Regions from separate parts of the Sus scrofa genome. Here region 2 is linked to region 1. The links are chromatin contacts, called in public HiChIP or PLAC-seq maps. All regions are on one chromosome and are shown on one strand. The core of a region is the stretch at or near the end of the contact, and the rest is flanking DNA. Distances in the headings are between cores, read along the strand shown. Region 1 holds the start of ME2 (NAD-dependent malic enzyme, mitochondrial). Region 2 holds the start of MEX3C (RNA-binding E3 ubiquitin-protein ligase MEX3C).

Evidence for each region. HiChIP or PLAC-seq counts read pairs in DNA pulled down with a chosen protein or histone mark.
Region 2: a contact with region 1 is called in an H3K27ac HiChIP or PLAC-seq map of alveolar macrophages. The contact joins the promoter of MEX3C here to the promoter of ME2 in region 1. A contact is called at or near these places in 2 of 47 Hi-C or Micro-C datasets (embryonic fibroblasts and heart right ventricle) and 1 of 2 datasets of contacts at active chromatin or transcription factors (alveolar macrophages).

The regions. Positions count from the first base shown.
Region 1 is chr1:100,417,382-100,421,278 of Sscrofa11.1, reverse strand. ME2 (NAD-dependent malic enzyme, mitochondrial) reads right to left here and starts at 1,875. Exons shown (of 16, transcript XM_021093285.1): 1 at 1,328-1,875.
Region 2 is chr1:100,697,825-100,701,905 of Sscrofa11.1, reverse strand. MEX3C (RNA-binding E3 ubiquitin-protein ligase MEX3C) reads left to right here and starts at 2,629. Exons shown (of 2, transcript XM_021093297.1): 1 at 2,629-3,443. The coding sequence starts at 2,702.

The DNA.
Region 1 (3,897 bases), core at 626-3,125:
ACACAGTGTATCTTTATATATCATTTGTGTGACGACTATAGTGTGTGTATATACATATGTTTATGAATATGTATATATACAACATGTACAGGTGTGTATATGGGGGAGGGCGGTATGGGCTGTTAAGGAAACGACTGTTTCTTATCTAATTTCTAGAATGCTTGGCAACAAAAGATCAAAACTTTTAAGTACTACATTGCAATTAGCTTTCCAACATGAACAATTTTAATGGAGCACTAAGAGGGGGCTGGAGCTATTAAGTTAGACTGCCTTACTTCGAATCCAGGCTTTGCTACTTAAAACCTGTTGATCTTGGGGAAGTTACTTAACCTTCATTTGTAAATTAGAGACAGTAACAGTATCGACCTCAGGGCCTTATTTCGAGATAATTCTTGTAGAGAGAAGCGCCCGCCCATGATTAACAGTTAATACAGCTTCTATGGTTATCAATTGCAACTCTAAAAGAAGTAACAATGCTATCACCTGTTTTGGTTTGACGTGCCTGCCATAAACTTTAAGAAGGTAAATCACACAGATATGAGATAACACGTTTTTGTAAGGAAGCATGTCTGTTGAGAATTGTTTTGATTACGCTTCTTCACTCCAAAAGGCAACGTAAATTTTCTAGAATTATCTTCGGAAACAAAAAAAGTCAAATCCAGGATCTCAATGTAATACCATACAAGCAGAAATGGTTATCACCAGCGTGGGGAAAAAACACAACAACCTGCCAATCATAGTCCACAGATGTCATTTCATATCAATGAACAGAACGGTTCCATTCTTAGAACTTTCTAGCCCGCAACAAACTTCCTTTAAAGTGAGAACAATCGCAACATACAAACAAAATGCCCAATCCTGCCATTAATTCATCCCTGCAGAAGAAGAGATCTATTTGATAAAGGAATATGGAGCCACAAAAACGGTCTTTACCGAGCGCGGGAGTAAAGGGTAAAAGATGCTCCTGTTACGGAGTCCTCAGGGCCTTACTACGAGTCGGAAGGAGGGCGCCCTGGACTGGGAAGTCGCGTCCCTAAGCGCCAGGGAAGAGCCGCCGACAGCCGAAGAGAGGGTCGCCGCCATCCGACCCGCTGCCCCCGTTCTCAGCCGGGACTCGGTGAGCCTCTTCCGTTCCCGTCCGTTCACCCCACCTTCCCACCCTCTAAGCGGAGACCTTGAGGGCCTCACGCGCGGAAGCCGACAGCGGGTCCGCAATCTGCTCCCCTGGCCCGGCGAGAGGAGGCCGGCGCCCGCTCCCATCCCGGAACTCCCGCCCGGGCCCCGCCGCTCCAGGCCGCCCGCAGCTGCGCGCCGCGCAGAGCCTTACCACAAGTCTCGCCCCGCGACAGGTGGTGCTTCGAACGGAGAGGCCACGGCCTCTCAGCCCACCCGGACGATGCTCAGCTCCAGCTGAGTCCGCCCCTCCCCTTCTCTAGGCTTCCCGGAGCCGGCGCCAGCTAAGGGTCCACCCGGCCGGGTCGGCTGGATACCGGGGAGGCCACCAGTAAATCCGCGTAGTGAGGAGAGGAGCTGAGAAGACTGCCGGCACGGCCCCATGGGCGGAGACTGACGGGCGGGCGGGCCAATGCGGAGGCAGGAAGCAGCCTTAAGAGGCGGGGCTCCGCCGGGAGGTTTCGCAGCCTGAGCACCCACGTCCCAGCCTGTCAGGACCTTCATCTGTCCGGTTGCTTGAGGTTACTGTTTGGAGGCCGGATTCATTCCCTTAAGAGCCCGACCCCGAGGAGTGAGAGAGGGGTCGCGTAGAGTGGAAGGAATCCTGATATACAGAAAAAAACCGTAGCCCCATGAAAACAGCTGGGGACCTCACATCTCCGCAGCTAGCGGGAAGGTCGGAGGTGATTGCTGAGCGTTCGCGCGAGAAGAGGTTCTGCGCAGGCGCGGGCGAGGCCGGGGATCGGGTGGAGCAGGTCTGCGGGTACCAGTCGCGGAACCTGAGAGGAAGGCTAAGGGTTCGGGTCCGTCCTGGACAGCCAGTGGAGGCCGGGAGAGGATGGGCGAGATTTAGGAACTAGATACAAGCCAGGAGACTGGAGAAGCTGCAGAAGGAGGACCCAGGAAATGCAAAGCCTCCTCACTTTAGGAACGCTTTGTTTCTCAGCAATTTTTGTTTGTCGAAGCGTCGCTATTTTGCAGAATTCTTTGCCCCTCTCTACCCTTGCTGGCACAGTTATTGGCCCGCAGGGAATTTACTAATGATCCTTATCATTACAGTCACCACCAATAGATATTCAGTATTCCCTTTCAGAAAAGCCCTGGAACCCTAAATTGTTGTCTTCAAAGCATCGGGAAATAGATGAATAATCTGTTCCCATCCACAGTTGCGGTGTTGAAGGATATTTCTTCACTCTTGTTTCATAAAATGTTATCACCAGAAAGTCCTCACTATAATCGAGTTTTTGTGCTTTTAAATATAGTAGGAGTTCCCGTCATGGCGCAGTGGTTAACGAATCCGGCTAGGAACCATGAGGTTGCGGGTTCGGTCCCTGGCCTTGCTCAATGGGTTAACGATCTGGCGTTGCTGTGAGCTGTGGTGTTGGTTACAGACGCGGCTGGGATCTGGCCTTGCTGTGGCTCTGGTGTAGGTCAGTGGCTACAGCTCTGATTAGACCCCTAGTCTGGGAATCTCCATATGCCACAGGAGTGGCCCTAGAAAAGGCAAAATAAATAAATAAATAAAAATAAGAAAATAAAATATAGTAAAAATAATTTTTAAGTAAAGATGTAAAGGATAAAGAGGCAACGATGAAATGAGAAAATTAAAAGTGATGGAAATGTAGGATAGGGAAGATTGAGCAGAAGTAGAGAAAAATGAACTCTCCCCTTCTAAACTCGTTTACAATTATGTAAAATTTGGAGCAACCATGCCACATTGGGCATGTTGGGGAAAGAGTAGAGGATAAATGATGGGCATGGCTGCTATAGTAACCACAGCTGTGAAAGAGGGACTATGAAAAAGCATGACCTAAAAAAGCCCTGCTTGCCAGATAACTGTCAAGATGCAGCAAGTTGAATGGGAGAAAATTTAAAAATTACAGGTGCCATTCATCTTGGGCGGTCTCTTCTCTGTCCTAATTCTTTCCATCAGCAGCCTCATTCTTTTCCTGTCAACAGCATGTATCTCTCCTTTTTTTAGTTTAAAACCAATGTCACCAATCATTGGCATTTAATCAAATATCTAGAGTATTCTAGGATAGGCTCTATAAAAGAAAATCAGAAAATCATTTCTATTAATGCATCTTCCTTAGTAGTCTTACTTTTTTTGGCGGGGGGGGGGTCTTTTTAGGGCCGCACCCGTGGCATATGGAGGTTCCCAGGCTAGGGGTCCAGTCGGAACTACAGCTGCTAGCCTATGCCACAGCCACAGCAAAGCAGGATCCGAGGCTCGTCTGTGACCTACACCACAGCTCACTGCAATGCCGGATCTTTAGCCACTGAGTGAGGCTAAGGATCTAGCCCATATCCTCATGGATCCTAGTTGGGTTCATTAACTGCTAAGCCACGGAGGGAACTCCCTAAAAATTTTTTTGATGCCTACCCTGTACCAATTAAATAAGAAACTTCTGATATGCGTCTCCAATACCTGTGTTTCTTCATGGTTCTCATGTTTGTATTTTTTTTATGTATTTTCCTGTATAAGTTCCATAAAAATGGGGATTTATAAAAATTGTCTCCCTGTATTCCTAAGTCCTTACATATGATTAACGTTTGAATAATTAATGGGCAGGTTTAGAATGTTGATGTCTTCTTTGTTCTAAAGGAAACATTCTCAAAGTGTGGTCCTGGATCATCACCTCATCCTTCTCCTCCTCCTCCTCATCATCATCATCACCTGGGAACTTGTTAGACATGCAAATACTTGAGCCCCATCCCAGACCC
Region 2 (4,081 bases), core at 1,380-3,879, 280 kb before region 1:
TGTGCAGTGTTCCCATTCCAGATCTACTTAATCCCAATCCCAATATCCAGAGTTTGTCTTCTCCTGCTCTGCATGTACCTTTTTTTTTTTTTTTTTTTTGCTTTTTACAGCCTTACTCTTGAATATAGAAGTTCTGGATACTTCACCCATTGAGCAAAGCCAGGGATCAAATCCAAATCCTCACGGATACTAGTAGGTTTTGTTACCACTGAGCCACTACAGGAACTCCTGAATTTACCATTTTTTAAAGCCTTTTTTTTTTTTTTTTTTTTTAAATTTTTAGGGCCGAATCCATGGCATATGGAGGTTCCCAGGCTAGTGGTCGAATCCAAGCTACAGCTGCTGGCCCCCACCAGAACCACAGCAACGCAGGATCCCCAACCCACTGATCAAGGCCAGGGATCATAACCGCAACCTCATGGATACCTGCCGGATTCGTTTCTGCTGTGCCACAATGGGAACTCCTAAATACATTCTTGACTTTTGATGTACATACAGCCAGGGTTGAAATCACTGCTCCAGGTAGTTCCCATTGTGGCTCAGTGGAAATGAGCCCGAATAGCATCTGTAAGGATTTGGGTTCAATCCCTGGCCTTGCTCAGTGGGTTAAGGGTCCAGCGTTGCTACAAGCTGTAGTATGGGTTGCAGAGGCAGCTCCAATCCCACCTTGCTGTGGTGTAAGCCAGCAGCTACAGCTCTGATTCAACTCCTAGCCTGATAACTTCCATATGTTGAGGATGCAGCCCTAAAAAGCAAAAAACAACAACAAAAAATCACTGCTCCAGAGGCTACTGCTACAAGTGAGTTGTTAGAAAAGTGATTTACAGGCTTATAGGAGGACTAGGGAAACACTGGAGTAACAGAAAAGTTTACATTCGCTACAATTCTCTATGCCTTTGAAGTAGGATTGTGCACATGGCAGTAAAGGCACAAAATAAAGAAACAAAAGACATAGTTCAGCTTTCCTTGGGACTATTGTCTTGTAACATCTTAGACAATTCAGAAAAGCAGGCGCTCATTCAAGTTCAAACATAAGAAACGAGTTTCAGGGAGCAAGATATAAGATATCCAGTACAGAAAGGATCTCAAGTTATACTTCAAAAATCAAGAACTTCTAGTAGTTATTCTGTACTTGAAATATGGCTACTGCGAAGTGAACATATAGAGCTATCCTAGTGTAAAATACACACTATTTTCAAAGATAGCATAAAAAACTATAAAGCATATCAATAATTGTATGTTAATTCCATTTTAAATGGTATTTTGAATCTATTGAACTCAGTATACTTATTAAAACTGTTTCTTCTTACTTTCTGTAATGGGGACACTAGAAACCTTAAAATTACATTACGTCGCTCACATTCTATCTCCATGAGACAACGCAGGTGATTAAGACTAACCTGGGGAGGCTACTGGTACTAAAGGGGTGGAGGGAGGGGGGAGCAAGGGAAAGGTGTGTGTGACAGTAGTCTTAGCCCAAGATGAGGGAAAGCGATAAGGCTTTCTTTCTGACAAGTCATTTAAAAACCGGACAATACTGTGGGAAGAACGTCTTGAAAGAGGAAACGATGATTTAATTTCCTTGAAAAGCCCCGAAGAACTCAAGTTCAGCATTTAAGGCTCCTGATGTAACCGACCGGCCACGCACTGGGAGCCGGGCCAGATGGGCGTGGGAGGGCTCTGCCCCGCGGGAGGAGCCTGCCCGAGTTGTGCAGGGAAGGCCCAGGAGCCACGCGGTTCAGGAAACCACCCCCGCGGCTGGAGAGGGGAACACTTCACTGGCCCCTCCTTCGATGACTCTCCCTAGGCCCTTACCCTGAAAGAGGGAAATCTCTTCAACAACGCTTTCCCGGCCCAAGCCTACGCTACACTCCAAGGCCGCTCCCTCTGTGCGCTAACAGACCCCACCCAGGTGGGCCAGAGGGATGCGGAGAACCAGAGAAAACCAGGTGTATGCTTCCACTGCGTGCGCCTGCGCAAAAACCCCAATTCGGGCCCTAGCTTCAGCCTCTGCTGCCACGCCTTCGTCCCGCCTCCCTTCCCGCCCCCACCTGGGTACGTCACAAAGAGTGACATGTAAAGCGAACAATCACAGTCCCTCTCCTCGTGAGCCAGTAGGGAAAGGGGTGGGAGGGTGGGGGGAGGGCAGAGGACGGAAGGAGAAGGCTTGGGGGACTGGCTCGTCCTGGTCACCCAATCAGAGAGCTCTGGGGAAAAGCGGGGCGGGGCCCAAAAAGAGGGTGGGGGGGTGGGGCTAGGGAAAGGAGTTAGAAGGCTGAGGGGAGGAGAGGGCGGGCTCCCAAGGATTAAAAGCGGCCAATCAGAGCCCGCCGGCTTCATTCGGAGAGCAGCGTGGGGCGTCGCCGCCGCCGCCGCGCGCGCCGGGGGCTGGTTAAGGCCATGAAACAAAAGAAACCCTGAGAGGGGAGCCGCTGCCACCTCCACCAGCCCGCCCCGCCGCCGTCCCCACCCACCCACCTAGTTACCTACCTCTGCCTCCTTCCCCTGCCCCTCCACCCCGCCCTCTCCGGTCTCCGGGGGCCCTGGCGCTCCTCGGCCCGGGTCGCCAGCCCCGCCGCCTCTCCAGAGGAAAGGTGTTTGCGCGCTGAGCAGGGCCGGGGCCCTGTCCGCCATGGGGCTCGCCGCCCGCCGCGCCTGACCCGGCCGCCGCCGCCGCCGCCATTGACAGCGCGCCGCCGCGATGCCGAGCGGCAGCTCCGCGGCCCTGGCCCTGGCGGCGGCCCCGGCCCCCCTGCCGCAGCCGCCCCCGCCGCCGCCGCCGCCGCCACTGCCGCCGCCCGCGGCTGGCCCGGAGCTCGAGGGGGACGGGCTCCTGCTGAGGGAGCGCCTGGCCGCGCTAGGCCTCGACGACCCCAGCCCAGCGGAGCCCGGCGCCCCGGCTCTCCGGGCCGCGGCAGCGCAGAGCCAGGCCCGGCGGGCGGCGGGGCTGTCTCCGGAGGAGCGGGCTCCGCCCGGCCGGCCCGGGGTTTCGGAGTCGGCCGAGCTGGAGCTGGAGGAGGACGAGGAGGAGGGGGAGGAAGCGGAGCTGGACGGAGAGCTGCTGGAGGAGGAAGAGCTGGAGGAGGCAGAAGAGGAGGACCGGCCGTCTCTGCTATTGCTGTCGCCGCCCGCGGCCGCCGCCTCCCAGACCCAGCCGATCCCAGGCGGGTCCCTGGGGTCGGTGCTGCTGCCCGCCGCCGGCTTCGATGCTCGGGAAGCGGCCGCGGCGGCTGCGGCGGCTGGAGTACTTTACGGAGGGGACGATGCCCAGGGCATGATGGCGGCGATGCTGTCCCACGCCTACGGCCCCGGTGGCTGCGGGGCGGCGGCAGCCGCCCTGAACGGAGAGCAGGCGGCCCTGCTCCGGAGAAAGAGCGTCAACACCACCGAGTGCGTCCCGGTGCCCAGCTCTGAGCATGTCGCCGAGATTGTCGGTCGCCAGGGTGAGTACGGGTTGGGGGTAGTCCAGCTGGGCATGGCCCGGGGCGTGGGTGGGGAGACGAAAGAAAAGAGCTTGGGGCAGAAAAGACAAGCCCGGCGAGTTCCCCCACGTCTACCGCGACGGGGTTTGGGAGGAGCCGAGGAAATGAGAAGATGGGTCACCTTGCGAAAATCCCACGGTGTTCGGCTCCTATTCTGTTGCCTGACAAAAGGTGGTAAGTTTCTCGAGCCACCCAGTCCGGCGGTGTTCACTCTACTCGGGTTGAATTCCTGGAACATCCGGCTGGCGTGGCACCAAAAACCTCAGTGAGGTGGTAAAAGGTCGGGTCGGTTGTGGATTCGGTGTTGTGCACGGAAAGCTACGAGATGACAAGTTTGCGCAGCCCACTGTCTTGTAAAAAGGGCATGGCTTCCCTTACAAGCAGATTGTTCGGATGAAGAAATTGACAGAAATGAAGGCTTGTAGAAAGAGCTTGAGGGGGAAGGGGATGTTCATGCGGTCGTTCCAACCGCCACCCCCCCCCCACCCCTCCGCTATTCAGAAATTTAGTTTTTGAAGAACAGCCTAACTCTCTGTGGATCTTAGTGTATTCCTTTTGATACATTCTAACTCTCGAAAAGGCACATTGATTACCTTTTT